Regions from separate parts of the Mus musculus genome. Here all the other regions are linked to region 3. The links are chromatin contacts, called in public Hi-C and promoter capture Hi-C maps. All regions are on one chromosome and are shown on one strand. Each heading gives the region's core, a stretch centred on a gene start, on an enhancer-like site or on the middle of the called end of the contact. The rest is flanking DNA. Distances are from core to core; before and after follow the strand shown.

Region 1 (2,700 bases), core at 110-2,609, 390 kb before region 3:
TCTGTTTTGGAGAGTTTCTGTATAGACTGAGGTAGTTGGTAATAGCTTAGGTTTTGCGCTTGTCACTTGTTTTTGTGTTTGTCATACAGCTGATCTTTGTGCTGTTTCAGATTCTCCTGTTTCTCTCTGTGCACTCACTTGTTGATTTTAAATTTGGTCATCTCTAATATCAGATTATTACTATATAAGTTACAATGAATACTAAGCCATGGCCTGCTATTCATCACCCACTAGTTTAGTCTTAGCTGTATTTTTAATTTGGAATATAATTAGAATTCCATGGCTCTTTATTATGGTTATTCCTTGCCATTAATTGGATGCTGAGGATAAAATCAGGTGACATACAGTGATTCCTAAGGTTTCCTGAAAACCAGCTGTCTGTCAAGGCCACTGAGTGTCACAAGACAATGACATTGACTACAGCAGGAAGATCCAGGACTCTTCTACTCTTCTGGACACAGATCTTAGAGATCATTGTGTTTTATTGGCAGGGGTATAATGTTGGCAATATTTTGGGGGGGGGGGGTTTGAGACACGGTTCTCTGTGTAGCCCTGGCTGTCCCGGAACTCACTTTGTAGACCAGGGTGGCCTCGAACTCAGAAATCCGCCTGCCTCTGCCTCCTGAGTGCTGAGATTAAAGGAGTTGCACCACTACACCCTGCTCAATGTTGGTGATCTTGAGTGTGGTACTTGAACTGGTTTCTAAGTATTTTTGGCACCCTTGTCATTCTCTCTCTCTTTTTTTTTTCATATGATCTGTGATTAACTTTGCTCTAAAGTTGCTCAAACCATCCATAGTACTCATTTCTGTGACTGAAAAAAGCAAGATAGACTTGGTATACTCACAACTGAGCAGCCCGTAAAAGTAAGCTTGACCAGTAGTTAATGCATAGGAAAGTGAGATAATAGAAATCAGTCTTGAGTTTGGAGTATTTTGGAATTAGGGCTTTTGTTTGTTTCTTTCTTTGTTTTTCATTTCTAGATGCAGAAACTTAACTCAAAGAACTAAAACAGAAAGGGAGGGAGCCTATGCTGGGAACCACCTGTGACCCTGTCAGTGCAGAGAGTAGAGGCGAATGGACCACAGGGCCAAGGCCAGTTAGGTTACATAATAAGATCTGGGCTCAAAAAAAAAAGCAAAACCAGAAAGAAAATATTTTTCAAGTAATTTGAGAGCAAAAGTAGTAAGATTGACTTTAGGCATAATAATATCTGAAATACTGTAATTATCCTTGTGTCTTTCTTTGTCTCTGCCTCTGTCAACTCTGTCTTAGATACTAATGTAACCGTCTCTGTTCCTCTGAAGGTGGAGCTGAAGTAACGTGAACACTGCTGCCTGCCACAGATGTGCTGCAGGCAGCACAGAAGCGGTCAGTAGGGGCTTGGTTTGTGTGTCAGAGCTCACCAGTGGAGTCCAGGAAGGGTGCTTTGGAGCGTCCCTCTTCTATCACAGAAAGCAAGAATGGGGGCTGAGTCCCCTGTGCCTTCAAGCGTGCTCTATTCTTTACCTGTTTATACTGGTCTACTGCTGGTCCCCAGCAAGGACATTCACTGTATGCTCCATCTCAGATAATGAAGCCATCATTCATACACATGAAAACACAACTTTGAACCAAACAGAGACCCCCAGACCCCACAGTCTGTCTGTCAGTCTCTGGGAACTTGCTCCAGCCCTTTCTGTATAGTACTCACCTTGATTTTCTTACAGTTTTGGTGCTGAATATTGTTAACTTCCATACTTACACCTTATGTAAAAATGTTGAGGGAAGCAGGAAAAAACCTTGATATTTATATAAACACACAAATGTAGGCATAGAGTTTTTTCAAAACCTACTTTACTTAGGGTTCTTAAATGCTTCAACTTTCCTTCTAACCCACCAATCAGAAGTAGGGGGTTAAAGAAGGTTAAATGGGAAAGTGGTATTGTGGACCCGTTTAAAAGTAGTTAAAGTGGTGTTGTGGGCCCGTTTAAAAGTAGTTCCTTAGGGCGATTCTTCTCTTTTATGTCAGGATACCAGCAGTGCAGTTCTATAGCAAGCACCAAGCCTGAGTCAGTAATGGTAGCAGGATTCAGCAGGAACAGCAAGGCTCCCTCAAATCACAAGTGGCCAGAATACCACAAGAAGTTCTTTGGTGTGTTTCTATAAAGTGAACACCAACAGAGACCAGTTCAGACCGGCTAAGACCAGCGAAGCATTACATAGCATAGCAATGCACTAGCATCCTCTCACTGTCTGTGGGGCTCCTTTTATCTTCTTTCTAAACACCATGCGCCCTCCCAAGGGTCTGTTCTCAGCACATCATCACATGTCCTCTCACAAGACAGCTTCTAGAAAAATGTTGCGTGACACAACTGAGTTGTTAAAGAAACCTTAACCTTCCACTTCACACAAATATACATGCACACACAAAATTCAGGAGGAGGTATCTAGTATAGTCAGTCATCCTGTTGAGAATTGCTATTATATTTATAACTTTATCATTGATCCCTTGTTCCTACCAACAGTGTATAAGATAAACTGGGTGTCTTGGCATGGTAGTAGTTCAGACAGTTACTCTTACACCACTGAGAGTTCCATAGTACTTCCTAATAAATGCTTCTTAAGCTGGAAATATTTTAATTAAGAATGTGTTGAGCACCATGACCACTCTGCTAACAGTATAGCATATAAGAGCATAATGAGGTCGGTTAGGAGCTG
Region 2 (2,700 bases), core at 186-2,685, 370 kb before region 3:
CAATAGCAGTTATATAAAACTGAAAGTAATCAAAGGTTTGCATGTTGTGAGCCATTGATTTTCACGCTTAACAGTGTCTAAGCTGCAGCATTTTAAAGAGCAAATGTGTTAAGACCTTACAACACTTTGCCTGAACTTCCCAAGAAATGCTTGTCAGTTTCTTTGTGAGCACAAGTTAATTTTTGTGAAGTGCACGCGACAGCAAATGCTGTGATGCCTTAGGATGCGAATGTCCTCGGAACTTGATAGCTCATGTGACTGTCATAGCTGTCAGCTTTACCCTTCTGAAGCTCTTCAAACCCAATCTGTTAGTCCGTTGAATTTGTGTAATTGTAACTTCTAAATTATTTTTTAATCTCTTTTCTTAATTCTGCAACTATTTTATGAGCTCATTGATTATAATCAATTTCTACTCATTAGAAAGCTATTTTAATATTTATTATGTCATAGTTTCTAAACTGATTATAGAGGTCAGAGAAATTGTCCAGAGTTAAGAGCACTTACTTGCAGAGGACCTGGCTTCAGTACGCAGACCCACAGGACAGTCCACAACCTCCTGGAATTCCTGTTCCAGGAGATCCAAAGACCCCTTCTGGCCTTAGGCATCGGCTACAAATGTGCTACACATGCATTTTTGTAGGAAAACATTCATACACATGATATAAAAATAAATCATTTTTAAAACTATGATTGTAAAAATTCTAAAGATTATGATTATAAAGATTCTGGGGGAAATTAGAAATCAGAAGCAATATAACCCTTAATATTCAGAGTGTTAGGTTGTAATAGCAGGAAGCCTATAGCATGTCTGTCCCTTTCCTGTCCCCTCCCCTTTTCCCATGTCTGTGTGTGTGATGCTGGGAGTATAATTGAACATGGTGGGTAGGCGAGTGATATTTCCAGCCATATTAACATCATTTGTTAAAATGGGAAATCATAACATAATGACACGTTAGATAAAAGAGCCAAAAGAATCTGTAATATGCCATTGGGGATAATTTAATCTGCTTAGTCTTCTACAAAGAAGTCGGTATAGCTAGCATACTTTCTGTTTGTTTGTGTTGGGTCTTTAATTCGGACTAACACTATTAAAACTACAGCAAATATGACAATTTATGATAACCAAATAGTGAATTCCCTGCTTGGCCATATTTGTTCACAGTACTCTGATAGGAATTTCTTTTTGCAGTTTCTTCCTGTGTGAAGATTTACTCATAGATAATGTCTTTCAGATATTAGCTCTTAACAAGACTATCAAAGTACCCCATTCCTCCATCGTTCGTTCTTATCAGAACCCACAATTCCTTTCTTCATGCTCTGACCATCTTCTGCTTATTTTTAGTAAGACTTAAGTTCGTGGTGTGAGAGCTGTGTTTCTTTTAGTCCTTGTGTTGTGTTTGTCTGTGGTTTGATTTTGAACTCTGTGGAAACATAACGACTATGGGTTCATTCTGACACACTGTTCTGAGAAAATGCTTTGTTATCTTAATCGTTTATAGCCTTTACACTTATGCTAATGGACTCTTCTAACTTGTTCTATTGTGGTGTTTGCCATTTCTTTAAAAGGTTTACAGATATTTAGTAAAAATAGCAAAATGCTCACCCACCTCAAGTAAATACTGTGTTTCAATGGCCAGGAATTTAAGTACCAACAATACTTTCCCATTATACCATGTCTCTGAATCACTCTAAATACTCAGCTACCTCCTCTTTCTGTTAATTTCTTTTTCTAGATGTTTTACATCACTGCAATTCTATAGTATGTAGCCTATTGTTTCTGGCATCTTCTATCTATGTTGCGGAATATGCAAGTAGTTGCTTCCTGCTTATTGCTAAATTATCCTGTGTTGTGTGACAAGAACACATTTGCTTTATCTGTTCTGACTAACAAAAAAATTGTTTTTTAGACTGTTTGGCTATATGGATAATGTTATGATAAACATTTGAAAACAAGTCTGAGTGAACAGGGTTCTTAGTAGATATATAGGAGAAGACTGGGAATAAAATGATCGTATGATATATTTTTATATTTTGAAGAAACAGCCACTGCTGGAGAGATGCCTCAGTGGTTCATAGCACTGGCTGCTTTTCCAGAGGTCCTGAGTTCAATTCCCAGCAACCACATGGTGACTCACAACCATCTGTAATGGGATCTGATGCCCTCTTCAGGAGTGTATAAAGACAGCATACTCATATATATAAAATAGATAAATCTTTTTTAAAAAGAAGAAGAAGAAGAAAGAACCAGTATACTTTCTCACAGTCTCTGCGCTGTTTTACCCGTCCCTTGCACTTGGAAGGAGTGGAGTTCCTTCATGTGTTCAGCAGGACTTGGTGGCATCAGGCTTTGGGGCGTAGCCAGATTGAGGTTTAAACTTAGGTTTCACAGTAGGTTTTAGTTTCTCTGTCCATAATAACTAGTAGTATTGGTTAATTTTACAATCTCAGAAGCCATTTGTCTATCTAGTTTGGACATGTGTCCACTTTTAAAATTAAAGTGTCTTCTTTTTATTAAATCTTACGAATCTATTATATATTCTGAGTCCAAATTCTTTTAAAGACTTGTAACTTGCAAACATTTGCTCTCAGCTTCTAGCATGTCTCATCATTTCTTAAAATAATATCTTTGAAGAAAGAAAGGTCAACACTTTAATGAAGTCAGTGTTATCTTTCTCTTCCCCTGTGTACTGTGCCTTTTGG
Region 3 (2,700 bases), core at 19-2,518:
CAAGAAGGAAAGGAAGGGTGTAAAATGACAGGCTGTAGGGGCCCCAACAGTTACCAAAGAAAACGCCCCGGTTTGAATTCTATCCATTCCTAATCCTCTCAGAGAGCCACTTTGTACGAGGAACTTCTGTGCACACCGGGCAGGACAAAGTGTCGACTGGGAGCACAGCTTTTCTTGTTTAGTTTGAATGAACACTCTAAGCTTCGTGGGCCCACAGGCTCTTGGGGAGTAAGGAGATTGGATGGCTTAAGTTTTGCTAGCTGGATCGACGGTTTTGAATTTTATCCAGCCTCGTAAATGTGTCACGTCATATACAGACCTTTCCGTTCAAGATCAAATTTGGGACTAGAAAGGTTTTCCTCCGGAACCTTGCGGGCTCCATGGTAGCACTATTTTCAGCTAACTCCAGGCCTGGACTCTAAACTGAATTGAAGCAAATATCAAATCCAGAAGGCTCTCATCCTTGGGCTCCACCTTTCATCCAGCCTGGATTCTAGAAGAAACTCCCGGCTCTCACAACTGCATCGGCGTGGCTGGTTATGAATCTGACACGCAGGACTAAGGAGCCTGAACTGTGGGTATTAATGTAAAGATTCCTCTACTGGTGCTGATGGGGAATTATTGGGCAAGTTTTATTTCCTGGGCCCAGGTGACTTGCATAACCCAGCAATCTGCACCAGGAGAAATATGTGCTGACCCGGACAGAGCTCACCATTTACGCACTCTACACCACTGGAAAATCCGGGGCCAAATAATTTCTCAAACAAGCCTGCCCCTGCGATGATGTAAGTTCTTCCCCTAAACGTGGGGCTGGACCACTATGAGCCACCTACCCCTGCAGCAGCGGCAGACCTCACTCGCTAAGTCCTGCGGCAGCCTCGGAGGACTCGCCAAGCCCGCGCGGTCGGGCCAAAGGGACCCCGCGCGCGCCCGCGCCGCATCCCGAAAGGGCGCGGGGCCCCCCCAGCACCTACCTCGCACTTTCCGCTGCAGGCGGCGGGCAGCAACGCTCTCCAACCGCTGCAACGGCCGCGACGAGCCCGCCCAGAGTCGGCCCCGGTGCCTGCGTCCACGTCCAGCCCGGTGCCCTCCTCCCCGCCTGCGCGTCACAATCCCGCCGCTCACCGTCACGGCTCCGGGAGCGGCTCACGCCTCCCGCAGCCCGCGGGCCCGCACCCGCGGCGGCACGCAGCGGCTCCGCGCAGCCTCCAGCCCGCCCGGTCCGCCCGGCCCGCCTCTCGCCGCTTTCCTCGGCGGGCGCCCATCCCACCCCGCCCCGCGCTGGCGCCGCCCATTGGCTCCGCCGGTTGCCAGGCGACGAACAACCGCGGCCCGCATTGGTCCAGCGAGGACTAGCCTCCGACAACCCCCAGCAGACGCCAAGCCGCTCTCCCCCGCGCAGCTGCGGCTACCGCACCTGTTACACCCGGGGTCACCCGGCCGCTGCTCCCCGCCCCCAGCTCTCCACGGGGACAAGAGGAGGGTCCTAGCCGCTTTAGAGCCGGGCCTCTGAGGCCACCCCTGAACCCCAATGCTCTCTGGAGAACCAGGTGCGCTCCCCAGAACGGAGAGACACCGGGGCATTCCAGAATTAGGTCAGGCCCTGGAGAAGGAAGGTAGTGGCCTCTGGAATCAATGCGCCAATGCACAGAAATCCGTGTAAAACCAGGGCCAGGGTAGTGCGCGTGAAACCCCGAGTTCATTCCTCAGGACTGCACAGAACGCATGTGAGGGTCTGTGATCCGGCAGAATTGAAGTACAAGGTCATTGGCAGCTTGAGGCTAGCCTGGGCGTTATGAGAGAAGCTCAAGTAGTGAATAAAACAAACTAAGGCAAAGGAAGGGACCTAGGGAGGAGACAGCTGGAAAGGGAAACTAAGAAAAGGTACTTGTGAACTAGACCTTGATGAAAAACTCCCTAGGCCCTCTCCATGAGTGCCAAGAAAATGTAGGACAGTGGCAATTGGCCAAATCCACTTGCCTCTCCCTACTATTTTCACCTAAAGTTCCCCTGGGAAAGGAAAATGGAGAAACCTTAGTAAAGGGTAGGGTGGTGGGGTTCTAGCAAGCTGTTTACTCAAGAGGAAAAAAAAAAAGAGGTTTGGGGTTAAGTGGCTCCTGTGAGAACAAAACATCGTAAAAGGAACACAAGAAATACACCACTGCCACAGAAGAACAAGACAGAGAGGAACAAGGACTACACATGCCCACAGTGCTAGGTAGAAGATCAGAGTGCAGAAATGAACAATGGATTTGAAGGAGATTGGATGCTAAATACAGGTAGCAAGGATACATCATTACAAAGGCGCTTTGGAGCACAGTGCCAGTGAGAAATTACTGCCAATGACTGTCTTACTCTCGAAGTTAGACCATTAGTGGGGTGAGGTTGCTCCCTCTGCATCCGAGGGGGTGTTCTGAAAGTTCCCTTGTCCACTCTCCAAAACACTCCTTTTCCTCTCTCAAGAAACATCTTAACGTGGCATTTATTCTTTAAATGCTGAGTCCGGCTTGGCCGTGCAAGGGACAGCATGGTATGGTCCCACCCCTGGAACAGAGAGAGCAGGGCACGGGCCTCCATGAATGTTCAATGGCTGCTGTGGGCATAAGGCTTGTTTGTATAATAATGTACATATTCTATGTTCCTCCATCAGGGAATGCTCCCCGTTAAGGTTAATGATAATCAGAGACAGCGCAAGTCTGG
Region 4 (2,700 bases), core at 197-2,696, 450 kb before region 3:
TTACCAGATGACCTCAAACCTTCTCTAGAGTTGAGCTCCTTAACGTATAAACTGTCACCTGCTATGCCAAGTCCCAAAGGTGTGACAAGCCACATAGCATCACTTGAGTCTCGGCTTATTTATCACCCTGCTGTGAGTGATTCAGTCTCGCACCCCATAAGCTAGATCACTGTTCTTCCTTTGAATGTTACCCAAAAACTAAATAGCCATTTCCAGATTGCTTACTGTGCTGCTAATTGATTCTCCCGAGGCTCGAGCATCCAGCATCACCCAAAAGCAGGTTAGGCATCTCAGGCCCAGCTCTCCGACAGAGTATTGTCCAAATATACATTTTTTTTTCTAGATGCTAAGGAAATGGACTTTTTCTGCACAGGGTCGCAGGGCAATGTGCAGAAAGTTTACAGGTTGCTGTCACTAGTGTTTGAGACTACTCCTATGAAAATTAATATTATACTTAATATCTAATAGTGCATAAGTGGACCCAACACTGACTGATACAGTAGACGATCCACGGATGTTGGAGAGAGGGAGATCTGGATTCAAATTCTTGTTCTGTGACCTTGAGATTGTAATTTAAGCTCTCTCTTCCTCACTTTCCAGAACTGGTTCTGAGTTGAAGTGATACAATTATACACACACACACACACACACACACACACACACACACACACACACACACGCCCCTAATATATGATATTACTCATGATTCCTATACATCTTTTCTTTTTTGAATCCGTCAAACCAATGCTGAATATAAGACAAATTCTATAAAAAAAATTTTTCAGTTTGGGGGGATGTTTTGATATCAGATAAAGTGGATGTCTAGTGGGATGAGAAGTGGAGAAAGGAGACGTGTGGGAAAAGAGATCTCACTGACACACTTTCAAGAATACACAACATGCTTTGCTCAAGCAGGTTGACACTGGGGCTGGGGACAGAATATCATGACAGCTCAACCCAGCGGGGGACTGGGAGTTCTGCCCACTTCATCCTGCCAGAGAGAGTCTAGAAACTGAAGTGGGACCCCACAAATAATCCCGACCAGTCCCCTCCTCCTTCTGCCCAAACCACTGGGCGCCAATGATGCTGAATCATGAGCCTGGCAGCAGCCGCCCTCCTCAGCCGCTTCCACCCTGGCAAGTCTCCAGGACAGGCACTGGAGGGAATGGGCGCAGCGACCTGGGGTGTGGAGGAGAGGGGCGGGGGCAAGGGCAGGTACTCACAGCTGAGGCACCTCTCTGGCTGGATCCAGTGGCCGGTCTCTTGGTGGCCCACACTCCCCGCCAGCGGCTGGCGGCTCCCCGGTCGGTCCACTCCGCGTGTCGTCTTGGGATCACCTCAGCTCGCCCACCCCCCCGGGGCAGCCGCGGTTCAGAGCTTAGAAGCTCGACCGGACCAGGAGCAGCTGGAGCAGCTGTCGTGCCCAAGGGGGTGGTAGCTACCGATGGGCCAGACCATTTGCCCACTGCGCCCAGGGGTGCGCATCGTGCATGGAGGTACAAGCACCAGGACCTCGAGAGGGCTGGAGACGGGCAGAAGAAACCAAGGAAAAGAAGGGTCCTCTACCCACAACTAGGCCTGAGCGCTAAGGACCTCCTGGACCCATGGCTTCTCATCTAGGTATGCAGAAGAATGAGCTGGGCTTTCCAGGGCACCCCTCACCCCGTCTTATTCTTGGTCCCGCTCAGGGAGCGTTCAGAACGCCTTTAACAGAGGACCTAGCAACGCAAGCTCCAGGGTGCCATCCCCTCCTAAGGGGATGCTAGGGGAGCTGGCCTGACATCTATCTGGGCCACCTCCTTCTTCATCTTGTGACCCAGACCACCAGGTCCCAAGTCCACATGTCAGCTTAACACACAGGAGTGCCTAAGATCTCGCAAAAGGGCTCTTCTGGTCTTTTATTACTATTTAGCTATATTTAGATAATAATAATAGAGTATCAAAAGTCAACCTGAAAGTAAGATCAAGTGAGCGCCCTTGCATCAGGATGTCTGAGGAGCTTAGAGCCCGCTAACAAAATCTCAACACGGAAGTTGGAAAACGTAGATTGAAGGGGTAGACACTTTGGACAGAGCTATGATAAAGTCCAGAAGAAATTCAAGAATAGTTGTGCTTTCTTGTTCATGAGTTCAGTCAGTTTCTGTTCATGATTACTGTCTTGGTAACCCGGAAATAATCGTTATCTCACATGAGATGAACCTCACAGGATAGGGAAAGTTCATAAGCATGAAATTTCTTTGACTTCCACAGTTCGTGCCCAGCCAGACTCACGTACGTTTCCAGAACACAATGGTTAACAACCAACTGTATAGCTCTCCATCTAGAAGAAAATTGGCAGTTACCTATAAAATAAGACTAGGGTGGGGTGTTTTATGTATCCCAAATAAAATGAAATTTCACAACTTAAAGTTACTGTTTCTGGAATAAACTGGCCCCTTGAATAACACCAATTGAGCACTTACATGAACATTACAGTGGAAGTATTTTCAATTCTAGCCTTCACTTGCTACTCTACTCCTATTGAGATCAGTGGGAATGCTGCTGGTTTTCAGATGGGGCTTTAACTGGCGTAGAACAGACGCTGACCATCTGGACTTAACACTGGAGGTGGGGGATGGGGGAAATACACTGTAAACCTTAACATAGCTATCACTGGGACCTGGGTGTGAGTCTGACCCTTGTGAAAACTGGGTTTTATGA

What was found. Promoter capture Hi-C pulls out the DNA fragments that hold promoters and counts their contacts. Hi-C and Micro-C count contacts between places; a contact is called where the count stands out from the background.
Region 1: a promoter capture Hi-C map of liver shows a contact between it and region 3. The contact joins the enhancer-like site here to the promoter of Ssx2ip in region 3. A contact is called at or near these places in 15 of 39 promoter capture datasets (the 3T3-L1 cell line, 3T3-L1-derived adipocytes, the C10 cell line and 9 more), 6 of 484 Hi-C or Micro-C datasets (CD4 T cells, CD8 T cells, LSK cells and 3 more), 5 of 115 datasets of contacts at active chromatin or transcription factors (astrocytes, bone marrow-derived macrophages, forebrain and 2 more) and 3 of 9 other capture datasets (adipose tissue, liver and macrophages).
Region 2: a Hi-C map of the G1E-ER4 cell line shows a contact between it and region 3, with 2.5 times the contacts expected there. The contact joins the enhancer-like site here to the promoter of Ssx2ip in region 3. A contact is called at or near these places in 14 of 39 promoter capture datasets (the 3T3-L1 cell line, 3T3-L1-derived adipocytes, the C10 cell line and 10 more), 8 of 484 Hi-C or Micro-C datasets (CD4 T cells, CD8 T cells, DN2 thymocytes and 5 more), 10 of 115 datasets of contacts at active chromatin or transcription factors (SST interneurons, astrocytes, bone marrow-derived macrophages and 6 more) and 2 of 9 other capture datasets (liver and macrophages).
Region 4: a promoter capture Hi-C map of neural stem cells shows a contact between it and region 3. The contact joins the promoter of Ttll7 here to the promoter of Ssx2ip in region 3. A contact is called at or near these places in 12 of 39 promoter capture datasets (the 3T3-L1 cell line, the C10 cell line, the HPC-7 cell line and 6 more), 2 of 484 Hi-C or Micro-C datasets (embryonic stem cells and nephron progenitors), 1 of 115 datasets of contacts at active chromatin or transcription factors (craniofacial prominence) and 2 of 9 other capture datasets (embryonic stem cells and liver).

What each region holds. Positions count from the first base shown.
Region 1 is chr3:146,796,165-146,798,864 of GRCm38.p6, reverse strand. The region is part of intron 1 of Prkacb (protein kinase, cAMP dependent, catalytic, beta); the gene reads left to right. Among named protein-coding and RNA genes, the nearest start is that of Prkacb, 15 kb to the left of the region's middle. Within about 2 kb of position 1,359, at least 1 of the 459 cell types and tissues checked has an H3K27ac peak or open chromatin away from gene starts, as enhancers often do. A contact at or near this core is called in liver, where this site is marked.
Region 2 is chr3:146,775,461-146,778,160 of GRCm38.p6, reverse strand. All of the region lies in intron 1 of Prkacb (protein kinase, cAMP dependent, catalytic, beta), which reads left to right. Among named protein-coding and RNA genes, the nearest start is that of Prkacb, 36 kb to the left of the region's middle. Within about 2 kb of position 1,435, at least 6 of the 459 cell types and tissues checked have an H3K27ac peak or open chromatin away from gene starts, as enhancers often do. A contact at or near this core is called in the G1E-ER4 cell line and memory CD8 T cells, where this site is marked.
Region 3 is chr3:146,403,210-146,405,909 of GRCm38.p6, reverse strand. It overlaps Ssx2ip (synovial sarcoma, X 2 interacting protein), which reads right to left and starts at 1,268. Exons shown (of 14, transcript NM_001355661.1): 1 at 975-1,268.
Region 4 is chr3:146,851,113-146,853,812 of GRCm38.p6, reverse strand. Ttll7 (tubulin tyrosine ligase-like family, member 7) reads right to left here and starts at 1,446. Exons shown (of 21, transcript NM_001357217.1): 1 at 1,224-1,446.